3 separate regions of the Mus musculus genome follow, and all the other regions are linked to region 3. Evidence: chromatin contacts called from public HiChIP or PLAC-seq data. All regions are on one chromosome and are shown on one strand. Each heading gives the region's core, a stretch centred on a gene start, on an enhancer-like site or on the middle of the called end of the contact. The rest is flanking DNA. Distances are from core to core; before and after follow the strand shown.

The links. HiChIP or PLAC-seq counts read pairs in DNA pulled down with a chosen protein or histone mark.
Region 1: an H3K27ac HiChIP or PLAC-seq map of embryonic stem cells shows a contact between it and region 3, with 14 read pairs. The contact joins the enhancer-like site here to the promoter of Hpdl in region 3. A contact is called at or near these places in 2 of 39 promoter capture datasets (embryonic stem cells and hippocampal neurons), 9 of 115 datasets of contacts at active chromatin or transcription factors (bone marrow-derived macrophages, differentiating embryonic stem cells, embryonic basal ganglia and 3 more) and 4 of 9 other capture datasets (adipose tissue, embryonic stem cells, liver and 1 more).
Region 2: an H3K4me3 HiChIP or PLAC-seq map of embryonic stem cells shows a contact between it and region 3, with 5 times the contacts expected there. The contact joins the promoter of Akr1a1 here to the promoter of Hpdl in region 3. A contact is called at or near these places in 1 of 39 promoter capture datasets (neural stem cells), 3 of 115 datasets of contacts at active chromatin or transcription factors (the SCID.adh cell line and embryonic stem cells) and 3 of 9 other capture datasets (adipose tissue, liver and pancreatic islet).

What each region holds. Positions count from the first base shown.
Region 1 is chr4:117,055,139-117,058,622 of GRCm38.p6, reverse strand. The region is part of intron 5 of Eif2b3 (eukaryotic translation initiation factor 2B, subunit 3); the gene reads right to left. Among named protein-coding and RNA genes, the nearest start is that of Eif2b3, 37 kb to the right of the region's middle. Within about 2 kb of position 1,907, at least 34 of the 459 cell types and tissues checked have an H3K27ac peak or open chromatin away from gene starts, as enhancers often do. A contact at or near this core is called in embryonic stem cells, where this site is marked.
Region 2 is chr4:116,649,985-116,653,751 of GRCm38.p6, reverse strand. Akr1a1 (aldo-keto reductase family 1, member A1 (aldehyde reductase)) reads left to right here and starts at 2,078. Exons shown (of 9, transcript NM_021473.3): 1 at 2,078-2,413.
Region 3 is chr4:116,819,359-116,823,029 of GRCm38.p6, reverse strand. It overlaps Hpdl (4-hydroxyphenylpyruvate dioxygenase-like), which reads left to right and starts at 1,522. Exons shown (of 1, transcript NM_146256.3): 1 at 1,522-3,123. The coding sequence starts at 1,768. The coding sequence ends at 2,883. Mutyh (mutY DNA glycosylase) reads right to left here. Exons shown (of 16, transcript NM_133250.2): 16 at 3,599-3,671. The coding sequence ends at 3,650.

The DNA of each region.
Region 1 (3,484 bases), core at 658-3,157, 240 kb before region 3:
GAATTTTGGTTTTTTGACTTCTTCATTTTATTTTTTTGCTTCCATGTATGTAAGTTTACCACATTTATGTCAAATGCCCTATATTTTCAGGAATATATGAAGTGGTGTGGCCTCAATGGCAGTTCCATATTCCACAATTATAGTTACCTACAGTCTGATATATTAAATGGAAAATGCCAGAAATCAATACGTTAAAATTTTAGATACACGTGTGGTGAAATCTGGCCCCACGTCATCTGAGTCAATGAATCATTCTTTTGTTCAGTTTATGCAAACTTTATATGCTACCTGCCCGCCCAGCTGTCACCTATTAGCCATCTTAGCTATCAGACCCTCTGTCCTAGCAACACAGTACTCTTGTTCAAGCATAACATAGTGGCTCCAATACACAAGAGTAGAGACCCTAGTGATTTGGATATGCCTGAGAGAAGCCATAATGTGCTTCCTTTAAGATATGCCAAGCATGGTAATCCATGCCCTTAATCTCAGCAGTGGCAAGTGATCTCTGTATGATCAAGGCCAGCCTGCTCTATGCAGTAAGTTCCAGGCCAGCCAAAGTTACATAGTATAACATTGCCCTTAATTTTTTTGTTTGTTTGTTTTGTTTTAAGCTGGGCAGTGGTAGGGCACATCTTTTATGCCAGCATTGGGAGGCAGAGGCAGGTGGATCTTTGAGTTTGAGGCCAGCCTGGTCTACAGAGCAAGTTCCAGACAGCCAGGGCTACACAGAGAAACCCTGTCTCAAAACACACAGACACTATATATACAGTTGTTGCTTATTTTAAGAAGTAAAGTTATAATAGGATTTTGTTTATTTTCTTCTGTTTTGAGACAAGGGTCTCACTATGTTGCCCTGGCTTGACTGGAACTCACTATATAGACCAGGATGGCCTTGAACTCATAGAGATTTACCTGCCTCTCCCTAACGAGTACTAGGATTAAAGGCATGAGCCACCATAACAAGCATAATAGGATATTTTGGGAGAAAGATTTTACTTACATAACTTTTATTACAGTATATTGTTGTAACTACTCTATTTAATATTAATTTTGTTTATCTGCAGTTTTTACTTTTAGATATTATCTCACTATGTCACCCATGTTCACTTTGATCTTGTAGCAACCTTGGTGCCTCAGCTTCTCAACTATTGAGATTACAAGCATGGGCCACCTTACTTGGGTATACACAAACACACACACACACACACACACACACACACACACACACAAAAGGGGGCTATAGAGATGGCTCATCACTTAAGAGCATGTACTAGCTGGGCATGGTGGCGCACACCTTTAATCCCAGCACTCGGGAGGCAGAGGCAGGCGGATTTCTGAGTTCGAGGCCAGTCTGGTCTACAAAGTGAGTTCCAGGACAGCCAGGGCTACACAGAGAAACCCTGTCTCAAAAAACAAAACAAAATAAAAAACAAACAAAAAAGAGCATGTACTATTCTTCCAGAGGAACCAAATTTAGTTTCTAACACCATATCAGACAACTCACTGCCTATAATTCTAGTCCCAGGGGATCCAGTGTCCTGTTCTGACCTTGTAGGGGCACCCATATATACATACGTACATGCACACACAGACATACATTCATATATACAAAAAGGACAAATGACCATTAGAACAACAACAAAAAGCAATGTGGAAGTCAGAGGAGCTCTCTGTAGCTGTGGGGTAGGGTTGTGGTAGGAGGAAGAATGGATAGGTGACTGGAGCCTAAGGAATTTGTGCTTTGTTCTATAAACAATGTACTCATAGCTGGAAGGAGGAAAGACAATACAGGACAAGTTTGAAAAGCCCAGAGACTGTGGGAAAAGCAGAGGAGCAAGGTTACAGTGGTGGCAGGAGAATGGAGTTAAGAGGCCTGAAGAAAGAAAGGCGTTCCCTCAAGTTCTTCCTCCAAGGCTACAGGAACAGAGCTGCAGGAGAGTCTGCGTGAGGGTGAGTGTATAGACAGAGCAGATCCAGGAAATCTGTCACTTGGTAGGATCTCTCCTGAGAAGGAGCAGCAGCAGCAGTAGCTTCCCTTAGTACAGACTGAAGGCTGAAAGCAGTTGCTGGGAGGAATGGAAGGAAGGCTGGTCCAGCAGAGACAGGCTAGACTGTAATGTGGGTTTGAGAGTTCAATCAAGATGGAACTGTGAATTTATAATGATGACAATTTATGCCAGAACAAAGAGTACCCCCCAAAAGCTCTATGTAATAGTTGACAAAACAGATGTACAAAGTAACTAAAAATTGAGGGTTGGGCTAGGGATACAGCTCAGGGGTGGAGAGCTTGCACAAGGCCCAGGGTTTATCTCCCAGCACCAGAGGCAGGGGTAGGGTGGGGAGGCTGGGGATGGGGATGGGGTGAGGAGGTTGGGGGTGGGGAAGGAAGCTTGTTACCAAGCCCAATGACCCAAATTTGAACCCTAGAATTTAAATGGTGAAAGGAGAGAATCCACTCCCAAATGTTGTCCTCTGACTGACTTCCACATGCATGTTATGGCAAGTGTGCACAACACAATACAAAAAAATTAATAACTATTCCTTATATATTATATGGAAAAAAAAGAACACTCAAGGCTGCACGAGTAGATATGCAAGAATAACTAAGGCTATGAGGGGGAGCTAGACTAAATGAAGAAGGAAGAGATGGAAAGGAGGAGGAGGAGGATGGACACTAGTGTAAGGTAGTCACAGAGAAGAGACAGAAGGAGCAGAAGAGGAGCGAAGGAAGTGAGGACTGACCAGTCACTAATCACTGTGTACTGAAAATGTTAGTGAAGGTTTTCTGTTTTGTTTTGTTTTTTTGAGACTGGGTTTCTCTGTGTAGCTCTGGCTGTCCTGGAGCTCACTTTGTAGACCAGGATGGCCTTGAACACAGAGATCCTCTTGCCTTTGTTCCCTGAGTGCTTCAATTACAGGCATATACCTCCACTAACCAGCTATTTGTTTATTTTTAATTTAAAAATATATAAATCTACAAGGACAAAGTCCAGGACTACACATTTTGGAAGCTGGACCACAGAGGAAGGGTGGTAACAGATTCAGTATATCCAAGAAAACAGAATCTTAAAGAGAAAGCTAAGAACAAGCTGATTGTACTACTGAAGACTCAACACTATCAAACTGGCAACATGATGAACCACACAGGCAGAGGTTGGAAGACTACCCTTGCACTTCCCAGTTCATGTAGTCACGTCTGAAGACATGAGAGTTCTCATAGCCAAGTTTCCTTACAGAATTGAAAAAAAATATGGAAAAATATAGCGTTTTCTTTCTCCTTCTCCTTCTTTTTGTTGTTATTCAGACAAGGTTACATTATGGAGCCCTGGTTATTCTGAAGCTCTATGTACACCAGGCTGGCCTTGAATTCACAGAGACCCACCTGCCTCTGCCTGCTGGGTGCTGGGTTTAAAGGTGCTACCACAATTGGCAAATTTTGGCTTAAAAAGATGTCCTTATATGTTACCTATCCTAATCATAAAAT
Region 2 (3,767 bases), core at 829-3,328, 170 kb after region 3:
AGAGAGAGAGAAAGAGAGAGGGGGGGGGAGAGAGAGAGCAATGTTTGTCTTGTACATCCCTAAAACAGATATCTATTCTGAAAAACCTATTTCTTGGCAAAAAAAAAAAATGATATGACCATCTAATAATTCACACGTGACTGTGTAGAGGCATCCCACCCAGTAAGATCTAAACAGCAGATCTTCCCTGGCATTGAAACACTACCTGACAGCTCTTATAGAAATACCTCTGCTGCAGCTTCTATTCTTTTGCCCCCGCTGTATGTAGCACAGTTCCTTCTCATAACCAGGAATATGCTTGGCAAGGCCAGTGATGGCCGGAAGCCAGGGCCTTGGGGGAGCTACTGCTTCAGATCCTGAGAACCCAAATCTTCCCACCAAATGGGACTTTAGTTATCAGTCCAAAGGCTGCGGAGAGCTTAGCGTGTAATGTTTTTGAGATACCCTGTGTTCCCCTTAATCAACATTGTTTTATTAGCGTTCCCCTGATTTAGTTCCATTGTATGACACTTGCTGCTGTGTTCAATTTCTCCCCTGGAAATAATATATAAGATGCTGTGCTTCTTAACAGACATGGTTTGTGAAAGACCTCCCCATCTGAAACTTTACCTTTCTGCTTATCTTCTGATCTCCCGGTCCTCTCTCTCAGGACCCTGTCACTGAAGAATGACCTGCAGGTCTAGGTCATTTCTCACCTCCTTAAGCTCCTGCCTGCATGTGGTAAACAGACATATACTCGGGCACACACACATACAAGTAAAAATAAATTTTTGTTTTTGTTTTTTTGAGACAGGGTTGCACTCTGTAGAACAGGCTGGCCTTGAATTTGGAGATCTGCTTGCCTCTTCTCCTGATTGCTAGGATTAATGGCATGTATCACCACCACCTGGTAATAAAATAATTTTTTAAAAAGAAAAGAAAAAGAGCTGAGTGCACGTCTTTAATTTTAGCATTTGGGAGTCAGAGCCAGACAGATTACTATGATTTGGAGGCCAACCTGGTCTACAATAGTGAGTTCCAGGACAGTCAGAGTAGTGAGACTGATGAAGGCTGGTCCCCATGTTGAAGCCCGTTCCCTAGCTTAAAGTCACCTCGAGCTTGGCTGTAATTCTTTTGTTTCATTTCTGTTGGCCACTCCATATTGTTGACACAAAACATATTGCACTTTGATTGTAAACACACACACACACATACACACACACACACAATTTGACTCAGAGATCAAATTGACCATATATTCTGAGGATGACGATGATTATGATTGGAAATTTCCCAAATGCAGCCTTCACTCAGCCAAGCAAGATATAACAGGGCAGCTTGAACTGTTAAGTTCAAACTACTAAAAAAACTTGGAGAGGGGCCGACCGCTCTATAGCCCTCCTTCACCCACTTAGGAGCCCATTGTGTTTTTTCCCTTTATAAGCTATCCCTGGGAAACACACACACCCCACCTTTATGTGGGTGCTCATGGAAGTCAGAAGAGAGTATTAAATCCCCTGGAGCTGGGGTTACAGGTGGTTGAGAACCTCCTGACATGAATGCTGGTACTGAACTTGGGTTCTCTGAAAAAGCGGCACCCCTTCTCTCCATCTTCAAATGTTTTCCTTTTAGATAGGGGATCATAAATCTCAGGCTGGCCTCAAAGTCAATGTATAGGAGGCAAGAAAAACTGAATCTTCTGATTCTCCTTGCTTCCACCTCCCAAGTGCTGGGATAACGACTCAATTTTATGCCGTGCTGGGATTTTGAACCCAGAACTTTATGTTAAGCAAGCACTGTATTAATTTAGCTATACGGCCCCAGCTCATATTTATGAAGTCTTTTGCACAGGGCTAAAGTGCAAGGTACTGAGTGAAAGATCAGTAACTTTCTAAAATGGGGTTTGCAGAGGCAAGATTTTCTGTATTTTTTGGTCAAACTTTGTATCAGGCCCGCTCGGGGATTCCGACAAATTCACTTTAGAGAAAGAAAGACAGGCGGCCAGAAGGACCCCCTAGGTATCATAGAGGATCTCTTCAGAAAGTATAAGAATCTATGCCTAGAGAGGTGCCTGCGCGGTGCACTGTGGGCCGGTTGTGGGCGCGGCCAGCCACCCAAGACTGTCCACGTAGCTTGTGCGCATGCACAGTTTCGGGACCCCGGCCCTTCCAGACGTTCGTGGTGGAGTGAGAGGTTCCCAGGGGAGGAATGTGCAAAGTCCCAGCTTTGGCTTCTACTCCCTCTTCTACTTCGCAGGACAGTGGGGGTCTCCTCCGTCCTGCGCGTAGTTCTGGGAGCCGGGCCCTCGCTCCTCCCTGGGGTGGGGCTGCCGCTTCTCCGCCGGACTTAAGTCGGGCCCTGTTGCCTCAGTACTGGAGTGCAGAGCTGAATTCGGGCCACTTTGTCTTTTCCACAGCCTGTGCTCACTGCCAAGGTGAGTTCTTCCTGCTGCTGACTCGTCTTTTTCTCCTGAGTTAAAGGCGAGGGTCCTTCAGTACCACAGGTCAGGGCCAGGATTGAGCGAATGGCGCCAGCACGTCGAGGGATGCGATTTAGTTTCGCGTTTGAGCACTTCCTCCTATTCTGTTCTCAGATAACGTGTTTCTGGACCTCGGTTTCCTCAGAGTTGGAATGAGCAAGGAAATCATTAGTGCTGTAGGGAGGACTGGGATAAACCTTTGAATGTGTCTGGTGCATATCTCGTGCTTTTGCCATCTCTTTGTTTGGTCATCTGCTCGAAATTTCTAGGCGCTCTGCCTTTCCTAATGGCGGTACAGGGATATTCCTAGGAAGTGGCGGAAGTGGGGAGAGATTAGCTTGCTCAAGCCTCTGCCTTAGGTTTGAGAAAATTTGAACATCTCCTGTCGCTACGGAGCCTTTTAAAGTGAAAATACTTGAATCTTCACATTACCGAGCCTACCATTAATGGACTCTACTGTTTAGACTTTTCGTAGGACCGCAGGACCTGCTCAGCTTCTGATCAGGCCTGTTAACTTTTCCCAGGTTGCACTTCAGCAGCGATACAGGTTTAATTCCAGTATGAATCTTTCCTGCCCGGCAGAATTGGTTATTATTTATAGGTAGTTTTGGAGACAGAGTCTCTTTGAAGAATTTTTGCTAAAAATTAATGTTTTGTCTGCTATGTAAGTATGTGTACCTTGTGGGTGCCTGGTGCCCATGGAGGTCATAAGAAAGGGACATATTCCCTGGAACTAGAGTCAAACTCCGCCCCGGACAAGCCCTTTACCAACTGAACTACACCTCCAACCCAGATTTTTTTTTTTTTAGTACTTGCTCAAAGTTAGTAAAATACTAACAGGTGTAGGTCAGAGGTAGAATTGGCGTGTGTAAGGCCTTGGGATTGTCCCCCAGCCCCTTGACACACATAGATACATGACTTTTCTTTGGTTTTCCAAGATGGATTGAAGATACCGAAGTCAGTGACTTCCTCAGGTGCTTCTCCAGCAAGCTAAGCTGTCCAGCTAGCATGGCATGGTATCTCCTGCCTATAAAGCCAATTTGGAAGGGAGACGCAGGGGGATCATGAGTTCAATTCCATTCTTGGCTACAGACAGTTCAAGACCATCCTGGGCTACATGAGACCATATCTGGGGAAAAAACCCAAACCAAATCCAAAAGAAAAGCCCCAGTATTCAAGGTCTCCCCTCAATTAACTTCTGTGTGCGCATGGTAAAGGGTTCAGATAAATGACCCTGGCTTGTGGGGGAAACCCTTTTGTTGTTGTTGTTTTTGTTTTGTTGTTTTTGTTTTGTTTTTTCGAGACAGGG
Region 3 (3,671 bases), core at 273-2,772:
TGATCCCTAGTGTTGGGGTGAGAGCTCGTTTGTTTGTTTGTTTGTTTGTTTTTTGAGACAAGGTTTCTCTGTATAGCCCTGGCTGTCCTGGAACTCACTTTGTAGATCAGGCTGGCCTCGAACTCAGAAATCTGCCTGCCTCTGCCTCCTGAGTGCTGGGATTAAAGGCATGCGCCACCACGCCTGGCGAAAGCTCATTTTTGTAGATAAGGAAACTGAGAAATTATCCAACATGACCAAAGTCCTGTGAGTACATGTTAGAGATATTTCTCTTTTTTGTTTTTTGTTTATTTGTTTGTTTGTTTGTTTCCAAGACAGGGTTTCTCTGTGTAGCCTTGGCTGTCCTGGAACTCACTTTGTAGACCAGGCTGTCCTGGAACTCAGAAATCTGCCTGCCTCTGCCTCCTGAGTGCTGGGGTTAAAGGCATGACCCACCACGCCCAGCCCAGAGATATTTCTAACCCAGGGCTGCTTAGCTCTGGAATCCATGTTCTTCTGATCACTGGTCAGAGGAAGAGGCCCTGACCTCGACAAGCCTCCTTGTCTAAGTCTTGTCCCCCTATGGCAGCCTTCTGTCACTTCCTGACAAATTTCTGGGCATGTTGTCCTTCCCAAATGTCTTCCCAACACAATTGTTCCGAGTCTGGCTTGCTTCTTCTCTCAGGTTTGCTCCCTCATTTTGCCCTTTCAATGTCCTATAACCTTGCTTCAAGGACCTTCCAGCTGAAGTCTCACAAGACTTCCAGTTTCCTCATTCTAGTGATCTCACGAATCTTGAGTTCCCCTGGCTGATATCTTTAGGAAGGTATCAACTTCTTTATATCTTTAGGAAGAACAACCCTGGGCTGTTCTTGGAGACCTACTAAGGCAATGAGCAATAGTTCCTTTCAGGAACAACAAACAAAACACAGTAGTTTTCTAATCCCTCCAAATCTCACTTAGAAGTAGAATTGAAGAGTCAGGTGAAGTGCAGATTGCCAGATACAGAGAAATGTAAACGCTTGCTCTTCTATCAATTTCTCCGCCCCATTTGGGGATTGAAAATCTGTAACTGAAAATATTTTAATATTAAAATAATAAGATAAATTGAAATTATGTATCTTTTCTCATCATAATGCAATAAAACTTAAAGAAAAATAAATAAATAAAACGTTAACAGAGCCCGTTCTTGAACACAAACTTCTGAATTGTAAAAAAAAAAAAGTACCAGGCCAAGAAAATTCCGTCTGTTGAGAAAGGATTGGGGCTCCTCCCCCACACGGGCAGTCCTTAGGCTCTAAGGTCGCGGGAAGAGAGCGCCTGGCACAGAGTGAAGGTGGCTATTGTTACTTCCCGGGCCCCGGAAGGGGTGGCTAGTTGCCCAAGGGTGTGACCTGGTCCAAGGCCCTGTGAAGGAACTGCCCTTCGTCCCCACTGTACTCCGGGAGACAGGTTCTGGACCGGAGGGAGTGTCAAAGGCGGAGTCTCAGGCTCCACCCTGACCTCCTGGTCCGCCCCGCACAGCGTCCGCGTGGTTCTCATACAATTTACCCTGCAGAGCCTGTGGTCCTCAGCCGGCTTCTGGTTGAGGTGGCCCTGCCGAGAGGGTCAGTCCCCCAAAGTTTGACTTCGCGACCTCTGCCCAGAAAAGACCAAGAAACACGATCTTCGGATACACCAGGACTCCGCCGGCTTCCAACTACTAGTCCTGGACCAAGAGTCTTGGAGTTCTAAACAAGTGAGCGGTCCCAGAAGAACAGATCCGGGTGGCCGGCAATTGGGCTCGCCATGACTGCGCCCGCCCGTCGCCTGTGTCACATCGCTTTCCATGTACCAGCTGGGCAGCCCCTAGCGAGGGACCTACATCGTGTCTTCGGCTTCCAGCCCCTGGCGGTGAGGGAAGCAGGCGGCTGGAGACAGCTGGCCCTGCGCAGCGGGGACGCTGTCTTTCTAGTGAATGAGGGTACCGGGCCCCAGGAGCCACTGTACAGCCTGGACCCGCATCATTCGGTGCCCAGTGCCACGAACCTGTGCTTCGACGTGGAGGATGTGGACGGCGCCGCCCGCGCGCTGGCGGCTCGCGGCTGCATCATGCCGGTACCACCCACTAGGGTGAGAGATGCACAGGGCACAGCCACCTACACAGTGCTCAGCTCTCCGGCTGGTAATCTAAGCCTTACGTTGCTGCAGCGTGCTGGCTATCGCGGATCCTTCCTGCCCGGGTTCAGACCTCTGCCTTGCACACCTGGCCCAGGTTGGGTCAGCCACGTGGACCACTTGACCTTGGCCTGCACCTCCGGCAGCTCCCCTATGCTTATGCGCTGGTTCCACGACTGCCTAGGCTTTCATCACTTGCCGCTGAGCCCAGGTGAGGATCCGGAGATGGGCCTCAAGGTGGCTGCAGGGTCTGGGCGAGGGGGACTACGGCTTACTGCCTTGCAGACTCCGCCGAATAATACTGTCCCCACCCTCGTGCTGGCGGAGTCCCTACCGGGACTCAACAGCAAACAGGACCAGGTAGAGCAATTTCTAACCCGGCATGGGGGGCCAGGCCTGCAGCACGTAGGACTGTACACTCCTAACATCATAGATGCTTCTGAGGGAATGGCGAAGGCGGGATGCCGGCTTCTGACTCCTCCTGAAGCTTATTACCAGCAGCCCGGCAAAGAAGAACAAATTCTAGCCGCAGGGCACAAGCCTGGCCTTCTAGAACGGCAGGGAATCCTGCTGGATGGTGATAAAGACGAATTTTTGCTTCAGGTCTTCACCAAGTCCCTCTTCGCCGAAGACACTTTCTTCCTGGAGCTGATTCAGAGACAGGGGGCCACAGGCTTTGGCCAGAACAACATCAGGGCACTATGGCAGTCGGTGCAAGAGGAAGCAGCCAGGGCCCAGGGAGCCTAACCCAGGCTAGGCCTGGGAGTTGCCACTTGTCCTTGGTGCTCCTTGCCTGTTGGAACTGACACACGCCAGCAGGAGCTGGACCACACCTCCACAGAACTACACCCAGATAGAAAGGCTCTAGTTCCCTCAGGGTCAGGTGTGATCTTCATCCCAAACAGTATCTGAGATGGGATTTAGAACAGCAAGAACCCCTAAAATGTCTAGGTAATATCAATAAAGGAATCCGGTCGTAAGGCAACCACACTCCTGAGCCTCTGTGTCTTCCTGCATTTCCCTCCCACCCACCCTTCAAGTTTTGTGACTGTTAGTCCTTTTACTTTCTGAAGTTTCATTACAGGTGAAATGTACCCTGAATGAATGATTCTGTTGTTGAGGAAGGAATTTGATACAAATCTTCCTTTGTGCTGACCTCTCTAGGGAGCACCTGTTGCAGGTGCAGACTAAGAGGCCAGCATAGCTCAGCCGCCTGGGTAAGGTGATGTCTAGTTCCAATCAGAGCTGACCTGAGACCCAGATGGGAGTGATGGATGTCAGGCACTTGACAGCTGCTCCCTCCAGCTGCCCTTGCTCTTTTTCGAGGGAGAACATCTGGTCAGGGTGCCTCTAGCCTCCAGAACTGTCAGCCAGAGGAAGTCAGACCCGAGCTGACTTTACCATCTTCTGAGTCTCTCAAACTTAAGAGGCTAGAGAAAGCCCAGAAAGTTCTCCAAAGGACTACAAAAATAAGCACTTTATTAGACTGGATTTTGGGTAGGGAATCCCAGTATCACTGGGTAGTACTGTTGGGT